Regions from separate parts of the Mus musculus genome. Here region 1 is linked to region 2. A link is a contact called in public HiChIP or PLAC-seq data. All regions are on one chromosome and are shown on one strand. Each heading gives the region's core, a stretch centred on a gene start, on an enhancer-like site or on the middle of the called end of the contact. The rest is flanking DNA. Distances are from core to core; before and after follow the strand shown.

What was found. HiChIP or PLAC-seq counts read pairs in DNA pulled down with a chosen protein or histone mark.
Region 1: a contact with region 2 is called in an H3K27ac HiChIP or PLAC-seq map of microglia, with 6 times the contacts expected there. The contact joins two enhancer-like sites. A contact is called at or near these places in 1 of 39 promoter capture datasets (embryonic stem cells), 1 of 484 Hi-C or Micro-C datasets (adipose-derived mesenchymal stem cells), 1 of 115 datasets of contacts at active chromatin or transcription factors (microglia) and 2 of 9 other capture datasets (embryonic stem cells and liver).

Annotation. Positions count from the first base shown.
Region 1 is chr13:113,654,785-113,660,126 of GRCm38.p6, reverse strand. No RefSeq gene overlaps it. Among named protein-coding and RNA genes, the nearest start is that of Gm34586, 3.4 kb to the left of the region's middle. Within about 2 kb of position 2,701, at least 14 of the 459 cell types and tissues checked have an H3K27ac peak or open chromatin away from gene starts, as enhancers often do. A contact at or near this core is called in microglia, where this site is marked.
Region 2 is chr13:113,488,958-113,493,937 of GRCm38.p6, reverse strand. The region is part of intron 1 of 4921509O07Rik (RIKEN cDNA 4921509O07 gene); the gene reads left to right. Among named protein-coding and RNA genes, the nearest start is that of 4921509O07Rik, 11 kb to the left of the region's middle. Within about 2 kb of position 3,242, at least 54 of the 459 cell types and tissues checked have an H3K27ac peak or open chromatin away from gene starts, as enhancers often do. A contact at or near this core is called in microglia, where this site is marked.

The DNA of each region.
Region 1 (5,342 bases), core at 1,452-3,951, 170 kb before region 2:
ATGTTTCCAACATTTTGTTTCCCTGTCATTTGTAAACCAAAGTTAGCCCGTCTCTGTCTGTAGTTGAGCTGCCGGCCTTGCATCCTGGAAGTCTAGAAGTGACTGGCATTTTGAAGAATTAGTTTCACATTCACCTCCCAGGGTATGAACGACACTCAGGCCTTTAATCTGTCCTTGACCTCAATCTTACCTGCTTGCCCTCTAAGGTAGAGATAACACTGGAAACCTTGTATTGCCAACAAAACAAAGAACACAGGCCTTGAAGCTGGCTCTCCTCATCTATGAGGACAGCAAAGTACTAAGAAGCAAGCAGGAAACCAACCCCTTGTTCCTGCATGTTCAAAGAAGTCCAGCTCGCCCAAGCTTACCGTCAGCCTTCAGAGTGCTGATCGTACTGGCGATTCAGTACACTTAAGGAGCACAAGGGCTCTTCTCAAAGTCACCTGAAAGGGGTGTTTGTTTGTTTGTTTCTTTCTTTTCTGGTTGAGTTTTTCTTGTTTTTTTTTTCATTCTGAATAATCATGTCTGCCCACATATCTCTCCCTCTCCTGCTCTCTCTCCCTCTCCCACCTCCATTCCTCTCAGATTTTTGAGTCAATGTTTCAGTAGCTCAGGTTGGCCTCCATTTTGTAGCACTCTTCTTCTTCAGCCCCTTAAGCAAGCCCCAGATGTCCTTTAGCATGGTCTGCTACACGTATCATTAGACTAGAAAATGAACTGTACTGTCTTATTTCACAAGAATGTACTCAACAAAGAGTTTGGCCTTCCTACAAAACTTTGACCTTGGTCAGGGGTTTTAATTTTTCCTCCTTATATGTTAGTCTTATGTGTTTATTACAGCCATGGCCTCTTGTTCCAGAAATGAATTTCTGTAAACGCCCAGTTGCCGCTGCTTAAAATTCTCTGGTGAGGACAGGGTGCGGGCAGCTTCACCTGTGGAAGACCTATGCATTAAAATTTGCAAATAGGATCTGTATGGGACAATCTGAAAGTAAACAGCCAGGGAGGACAACTGATTTTTTAAAAGTCAGTGGGTCAGGATTCAGATTTATTCTTATTAATGTGATTATCTGAAAACTGCTGTTGGTTAAACTTAGTGTGTCCAATACTTATTATTAAAAACAAGTGAGATACAAGCTCAGGTTTAAAAGAAAAATCTTCCAGCTTAACCAAACTCTACCTTTCACCAATAGCCATTGTTCTTTCTACAAGCTATTAAATAATAAGGTTGAGAGAAGAATTAAAATATTGATTTTCTGTGTTTACTTACAGTTAATTCTCTTTCTTGCCTTTTCTTTTTTTGGATAGGGGCTTGTATACACTCAGAATATTCCTTCTTCCGCTCCCAGGCAGGAGGGAAAGATAAACAGACGCCTGTCAGGCTCTTGTATGAGAAACCAGATCATGACCTTGTCTCTTCCTAAAAGTCCCCCAACCCCCTTAATTTCATCACATTGTCGGAAACTGAGTTTTGGACTTGACACTTTCAAACACTTTCACTGTGTGAAATAATGCTCAGAAAGTGGCCAGATCTCACTTCTGTTGCGATAAAACCTGTAGCACTTCGTTGTGTGCCTTGCCATGCCTGTGGCTTTAATAGAGTTCTTTTCTCTATACAGCAATCCACTTATGGAGTGGACATACCCCACTCTACCCCATACATAAATCCAAACTGATGATGATCAAGTTCCAAGCATGTATGTTTCTGATTTTCTCAGTAAGAAGCCTCTCTGCCTGCTTAGGAAGTCTGAGGTTTAGGCTTACTTCGTGTAGCAGGATAGCTGATGTCTCCTTTTCAACTACAAAGTAGCTTTCCCTCACTGAGGTTAAACTTTGTATTGCCTTTGTCCTCATTTTTAAGGGGTTTTAGAAAACCTGTTTTTCAGTGACTTTGCCAACATCCAAGATTCAATCATCAATCAAACATGGAGCCCAGAGGCCTTTTCTTTCTTCTTAGAGAACCTAGAGGGATATCTTTCTTCCCTGAGCCAAAAGGGCTCCACACACCACCACTACCTTCTGTCTCACACAGGAAGCACAATTCCTGTCCCTAGAATTTTGTATTTCTTTCTTAGGCAAAAATCCAAACTTCCTTTTGACACTGACCGTTTCTACTTGGAAAGAAGCCAGCAGGTTACACGGGGTGTGTTAAGGTTTCGTTGACTGTAACAAAAGGCCTGAGCAGATCAGTTTAAAAAGAGAGAAAGATTCGTCTTGGCTTAAGTTTTGGAGGTTTCCCTCCATAACTAGTTAGTGCCGATGCTTTAGGCCTGAGACGCACACCATGACTCCAACACACAGTGACGCTAACTGTTCCCCTCACAGGCAGGCATGAAAGAGAAAGAGTATTCCATTATCTTCTCCAAGGAATTGCCCCAGTGACTGACAACCTCCCTTGAGGCCCCACCTAAACTTTCATTCCCTTCCTGCTCATCCAAGCTCCGGAGCCAGGCCCCTAACACATGGGCCCTTTCCCGAACCTTCCGATCTATACTGCCCCACGCAGCCCACCTGCGGCTTTCTGCTTCTGTCTAGTTTGGGTCTACTGAGTTCTTTCTGTGGCTTTTGAAGATATCTGTGTCTTTTATTTCTCTTCTGGTTTGATGTATCCTTGCCAAGTGTCAGAGCAGCGCAGACTCTTCCCTGAGGGCCGAGCTGTCCTGTGAGATGTAGCAACTCACAGAGCGAAAGCAGAAGCTCGCAGTAAGTGAAGCTGTGGTGGGTCCTCCCTCCTCAAAAAGTCTGCATTCGCTGCTGTAGCCGCTAAGGCTAAAAGTAGCTCCTTCCTCGGCTCAGTTGCCACCTCTTAAAATAGAGTGCAGAAGGACCTGCAAGATATTTAAGACTTCTCTTTCCCCTCCCTCAGAGTTATTACCCCCCCCCCTTTCTAAAGCAAGTCTTTGGGACAAAATAGTTTATCTTTTTTTTTGTTTTGTTTTCTGTTTTTGTAATTACATTCACATTTGAAGAAAGTCACAATAGCAAGGTGAACCATCTCCAGACTTGTGAGGCCGGATGTAAAAGAGCTTTGGAAATACCAACCTAAATCCAGCTCTCATTACGTTCAAAGCAGTAAAGAAAAGAGGTGGATTAAAGATGCCAAAAAGATTCTCAGGCCCCAGATCCTCCAGAGAGAGGTAGTTATCTGCTCCTCCAGAGCAAAGTGGCGTGTGCTTTCTTGGACCAATACACTGAGATGGGAGTGGCCCTTTTCTGCCCTGTGGCTTTGGAGAGATGCACTGCCCATGGTGGTGCCCTGTGACACCCTGTATCCCCATGGTGGTGCCCTGTGACACCCTGTATCCCCATGGTGGTACCCTCTGACACCCTGTATCATGCTGTGCTGATCTTGGAGCTGCTGGCTGGCATCTCCTGTCCCTCTAATACTAATCCTTACAGGCTCAGATTCCTCGGTGCTCTTGTGTTTTCTCGCCAAGGTCAGCGTCCTCCATTTCTCAAAATAACATTTCAAAGCTCTGGAAAACTCAATGTGCCTTCAATTTTCTGTTGCTATTGAACGAGATACAAGTAGTTTCTTGTGTAATTGATTTTATTTTTTTTTAACTTGACAGCAGATTTGAAATAGCTCTTTTGGTATGAAGTCCATAGAACACCTTGACCCCAGAGATGAAGCCAAATTTAAAAAACAAACAAACAAACAAACAAACAAACAAACAAACCTTCAAAGGCCATGGCTTCATGGTCAAGACCAGAATAATTAGGGATGTAGACTTCGAAAGCAAATGAATATTAATCAGCAGGAGTTTGTGATCCAAGGTTGCCCCTCTCTAGGCTGGAAAATTTTGGACAGTTCGCTCACCTAATTTTCTCAGTTTTAAAAATGTTACACATTGTCCTATGAGATTATGCTTTCACAGATTTCTTCAAAAAAGCAACTTTATGGAAATAAGCATTCCCATGACAAGAAATGAAGGGTGGATAATTCTTTGGGGTGTCAAGGGTAAAGATTATTTAAGTCATGTTTACTTTTTTGAAGAACATTTCCAGTTAGACTCAACTGTGTGACATAAGTTTTTCTTCTGCATTTCTTGCCTCACGCTGGGGCCTCCATGGTAGCTAACATCTGGATGACAACCAGAAGCTGACAAATCAGGGAAAGCGGGAGAGAGAGTTCCTGCTCTCTGATTTTTCTTCTCAAAATAGTTTCCTGGGCCCATCTGATCAAGCACCGCTAATCTGAATTGCTCAAAAATTGAACACCTGGGAGTGCTGATGTGGTATCACGAGTGGAAATTTTTTCAACTGACCAGATGTGACAATCGCTGTTGGAATATCAGCACACTGAAAGCCGCACATAAAATTACCTTCAGGCTATGTGTCTAGAGTATATATAAAATGCAAATTAATTTCATAGAACTAGGTCCTGTTCCCAGTACATCTTGTTATGTATATTCAAACATTTCAGGCAAGGAATATTTGCTATGTAAAGATTTTCAGGCCCTATAATTAGATTTGGGTTTTAGAAGAGCTGGGAGGCCCTTGAGTCTATGTTTGATTGATGTCCCCATGGTATTCGCAACAGGACAAGTTTTGGAATAGTTTTCCATCAGCACTGCCACTATGAGAGGGGCTTCTTAGTCTTTAGCATGTGAGACCCAGGACTATTAAACATTCTACACGGCTCAGCCAAGAGTAAACAGGGTCCTTAAAATGCTCATGTCACATTGAGAAGGGGACAGTGTGACAAGAGAGGCTGTGATGGAGTGATATACATGCAAGATGAAAACAAGAAAAAATTGAAATGAGAGCAGCTATGTCTCCAGTGGTGGAGAAAAGATGGCTCCACTAAAGTAATAAAGAATGCCAGCCTTGGGTGGTAATAGGGGATACAGCGGGAATGAGCATCTTCTCCCTCAAAAGGCGATGGCTATCAGGCAGGGCCCTAGCCCAGGGGGACATAATGGACCAACTGGCTACAGTGGTGTGAAGCTTCAGTGATCTACAACAGCACAGGGTTTGATTGCTGGGACTGACTCATAAACCTGGAACGCAACCATCATTCCTTACAGAGTCTGTCTTAGCCTGTTTTCTGTTGCTCTCATAGAGTTCTTAAGACTGGGTAATTAACAACAGAAAGACGCTTATTTCTGGCTTATGGTTCTTGAGACTAGCATGCCCGAGAGCATGCTAGTGGGGACCTTCTGCTGCTTCAGTTCATCTTGAAAAGTAGAAGCACACATGAGTGAAAAGACATGTGTGTGTGTGTGTGTGGACCATAGAGACACACATGGTCATGATGTAACAACCCAGCCTCACAGTTGCTAATCTAATCCTATGGGACCCAGTCCCACCATCAAGCCCCTAATCCATCCTAATGATGT
Region 2 (4,980 bases), core at 1,993-4,492:
TGAAGTCAGTTATCACCACTTAGCAGAAACTTAATGACTGAGCTAAAGAGTCCTGTTACTCTAGTGCTGTCCTCCTTTTTGCTCTTCAGAGTATTTTCCACCACATAGAAATTATAAACATTAACTCTTGCTAGATAATATAAACATTAATTTATTTTTTACTTTTTATCTTTTTTGGTTTTTCAAGACAAGGTTTCTCTGTGTAGCCCTGGCTGTCCTGGAACTCCCTCTGTAGACCAGGCTGGCCTTGAACTCAGAGACCCACCTGCCTCTGCCTCCCAAGTGCTGGAATTAAAGGCATGCACCACCACGCCAAGCAACATTAATTATTTTTAATTTACATTTATGGTATGTATGTGTGTCTCTCTGTGTGTGCACATGTGCACCATGGTAGATGTGTGGAGGTCAACTTGCAAGGGAGAATTGTCTCTTTCTATTACATATTACATATTACATCCCAAAGATGTAACCCGGGGCTCGTACCCGCTGAGTTATCTTGCTAGCCCAAAGTACACATTTTTAAAGTTTCTTTCACATTAGCATGTGGCCTCCATAGAAAGAGTAGTGCCTCAAGCATTTAGAATTAAGTCTGATACATAGCAGGACTTAGAAGAGGAGAGGGGTGGATGCTGAGGAGGAGAGAGGGGGCGGGGACTAGGAGGAGAAGAGGGAGGGGTAGCTGCAATCGGGATATAAAGGCTGTGTTAATAAAAATACAAAAATAATAATAACGAAAGAGTAACTTCCTCCCTGTGTAGTCATTCTCCCTCCTCCCTCCCCCTCTTCCCAGTGGGAAACTTGCAAAGGAAAGAATTTGGAGCCATCTAGAAATGAGGCATTGTGGTAACACTGCTTCTTCCTTCCAGCACTTACTCTAACACTTACCCAAGGCTGGGGGTGAATCCCACCAAGCTAGCCGTTCCGGAAAACTATCAGATTGTTCATGCTGAGAAGAGGGCAAATCCTAGGATCTGAATCTGTAAATTCCCCATAATTTTGAACCTCACTTTGATGTATTTTCTGGATACTATAATCTTCTCCTGACTGCCTTCAGATTAAGATGTAGAACTCTCAGCTCCTTCAGTACCATGTCTACCTGGATGCTGCCATGCTCCTGCCTCGATGATCATGAACTAAAACCTCTGAACCTGTAAGACAGCCCCAATTAAATGTTGTCCTTTTGTAAGAGTTGCCTTGGCCATGGTGTCTGTTCACAGGAATGAAACCTCAACTAAGACAGACATTTAGCTATGGAGATCATGTCCCAACTTTACAATTACATTTGGCCAGGTGACCAATGAAATGGTGGCCAATGAAATGTGAACAGAATATCTTATGGCAGTTTCTAACCGACTAGCATGTGTGTTCTGTCTTCCATTCTCTTGTCCAGAACTTGGATGGTTCTAGCCATGTAATGCCAGAGTCCCAGTGGGAATCCTGGAGCTATGAGCAGTTGTTGCCACTACAGCCTGGAGCAAAAGAAAAGGCTGTAAGATCAAAGTGTACAGAAGAATTAGAAATAACTAAATTCGAAAACTAGCAGAAATGAGTACAACACATGTATTGTTGTATGCATTACATATATTTATGTAATGGCAATATAGACCAATAAAAATTAAAGCATATAATTGCTACTTACTGTTGGAGTAATGTTTTTGTGCATTGTATAAAGATTATCCTTGTATTATTCAAATGTTGGTTTCTGAACCAGCAGAGACCTGACTGATTTAGGTAACCATCTCCTGCCTTAGTATTTTCTGGACAATATTCTCTGTCACCTTCCGATTGGTTAAAATAAAAAGCCTATGACCTACAGCAATACGCAGAATAGTACGGTGGAACTTCCAGAGAGGGAGAGGGACTCCAGGAAGGAGTCAGGCACGGAAGATTCATCCTGACGGACACGAAGGAATAAGCAGGTTGAGAAGAAAGGAGAGGTAACTAGGAACGAGGGGAACAATGCCTAGCTATAAGGCCAAAAGCTTATAAATAAATACAGTCTTCATGCCTATTCAGGAACTGGGGTGTGCATAAAAATCCCTAACATTTACAACTTACAACAGTGAGACTGTCCTGAAAGGTCCTCGTGAAACCAAATACCCAAGGATAAAGACTAGAAAGAGGCAAAGCCATAATGAGTGATGCTGGAAAGCAGGGTGGTGCTTTTAGGTTGATGTAGGGACCGGAGTGAGGACAAGAGGCAGCTATGTGGTGCTGCTAACTCCATGGGTGTGATCTCTTAGTCAAAGCTCTTTGACCTCTTCCTGTTTTGTGTCTTTTCCTTTAAACTTAAGAATGTATTGGCTTACTCTTAAATGACTTCGATTTGTTTGTTTGTTTGTTACTTAATAAAACCAAGGTTAGATGCTGAAACCTTAGCCATCCCACATAACACTAATGTAAAGATTGGGGCATGAGTGTGTCTGTGTGCCTGGCAACAGGTGCTACAAAACAAAAGTCTTCCTAAATCATCTGTAAAACCAAATATTGTTGTGGCATGGCACCCTAGACCTCGTGTACAGAGTCATATGCAATGAGATCTCTTTATTGTACCCACATTTCTGCCTGATAAGGAAATAAATCTATTTGACAGAATAAAAAATCCCTCATACAAAAAAATATTTGGGGGAGGCGAGGGGGGGGGCAACATTAACCTCAATTCTGAGGGCCCAAGAGAAAAAGGATAGGAGGTTTAAAGAAAGCCTTTTCTGTCCTGAAAGAGATTAAATCGTCACATTCTTTCTCTGTAACCAGAACATTTACTAAGGCAATCCCAGCTGCTTCCAACAAATATGCTAGGTGGCTTTGCCAGAAAGAGGCAGAATAGAGTAATAATGAAAGCAGCTATGATAAAAAAAAAAAAATAACCAGACAAAGCTGTGTTGAAGACAAGAGGGACAGAGACTGGTTCCTACCATAAGATCTATGCATACTCTAAAGACTTACTTCTTCTGAGCGCCCAGAGTAATGCCCAGTGTAGCCCAGAGTAGTTGCCCTGGTAGCCAAGAGCAAAAAGATTTTTCCAAAAGCATTTAAGTGTTTAAGGAAAAGGAGAGAGAGAAAAAAAAAAAAAGGAACAAAACCCGTGCTAAAATTTCTCTAGCAGTTTAAGACAACGTAGGGGGTTAAAATGATTTTTATCGTGGCTCCTTGAAGGCATTTCAACTTGGCTCAAGCAATTGTGTAATGTCCAGGAGGAAGTAATGGGTTTGTGTGACCTGGTTTTCCTTGGCCTCAGACTCTAGGGCATAATCAGAGTGGCCAGCAGACTCTGTATGACCTTGTTGTCCATCAGCACTGAGGAAGCCTCCTACTGTTGCCACCCCCACCCCTCCTCCCAGGGCCAACAGCTGTTTGCTTACCTTTCAGCCTCAGAGCTCCCACACATACCTGCCCTCTACTTCCCTCCTGAGATGGTGCTCCATGTATGACTCACACAGAGGATAGACATCCTCCCGTAGGGGCAGCAACAGCTTTTTTTTTCAAGCCCTGGAGTATGTCTCCTGCTTCTGCAGTTGTTGGCACTGACTTCTGTCTCTCTCATGGCCCCCAAATGTGATGCCTCCCTCCCTGTCTCCTTCCCATTTTGGGTGGAGATAGCTTTGACTCTTCTAGTCTTTTTCAACCCCAACCCTGAGTAGAAGCCACCAATGCCCCCCCACCCCCCACTCTCCACTAGGCCCTCCACAGTGGCTGCCTGAGGTTCCCTACGTTCCAACTCCCAAATGAGTCACATTCTTATTTTCCTATTCCACCTCCCCCGATTCTGACCCACCCCTTTAGATGGCTAGAGAAGAAAAGTTTCTCTCTGACTTGAGCCTGTGACACCATGAACCAAACTTGTATGTCAGATTGTTTTTCCTTAATCTTCCCTAAAAATGGCTGTCTTCCCAGAAAGCCCAGATGTGTGAATCCTGGGAAACGCCTTAAACCAGAGCAGATGACACTCTTGTCAGCATGGCCCTGATGTTAGTCCCTCAATGTTGGTGTCTCTGATCTTGTCTTAAGCAGGTCTGTTCTAGAAAGTTCACACTGTCCCACAGTATTTCCATTATCCCAGGCCAGCAGCACTGCTTAAACTAGTGATTCTCAATCTGCCTAATGCTGTGACCCTTTTATAAAGTGCCTCATCTTGCGGTGACGCCCCCTCCCCCACCATAAAATTATTTTTCATTGTGATGTCATAACTGTAATTTTGCTATTGTTATAAATTGTAATGTAGATATCTGTGTTTTCCAATGGTCTTACGCAGCCCTTGGGAAAGGGTTGTTGGGGTCGAGACCCACAGGTTGAGAACCACTGATTGAGTCAGACACTACAGCTGCTTAATGCATGTTTTATTCTAGGGACTTTAAGGTACGACCCACAATTACTCAGCAAGGGAGGTCTGTCCCCATTTTAGATATGAGGAATCATAAAGCTGGCTTTCCTGTTTTCTTTTCAGAAACCTCTCTTGCTGGTTTAAAGATATTTCCTGTTAAGATCCACTACAGAAGACACAGTGTCCTTGAAGTCATAAGAATCCCAGGATCTTTTCCCGGGGTTCTGGGACAAAGAGACCCTGGATTTTGAGGAAGGCAACCTATGATTTTAGTTGAATGTGGCCATTTAGGGATTATGAAGGGAAACCAGTATGTATGTATGTATGTATATATGTATGTATATATGTATGTATTTCTGACCAAAACATCTAATTAAAAAATAATTGCAATAGCATAGAAAACAACAACAACCATAAAAAGAAATTAGAAGTGGGAATCAAGGTAAAAAAAAAAATGCAGAGGCCTTGGCTCCTAAAAGGCCAACACCCCTGCTGAGCTGGGCTTAGCCCCAGCCCTCTCTGAGTTTTCCTTGACTGCTGACTTCTCATCCTCTTCCATAAGATGAATGTTGTGCTTCTCCTGGAATTCACTGAGTTCTTTCCCCTTTGCTTGAAGCTTCTGTGACAGTGTCTCAATGACCTTCTGTATCTGCTCCTTG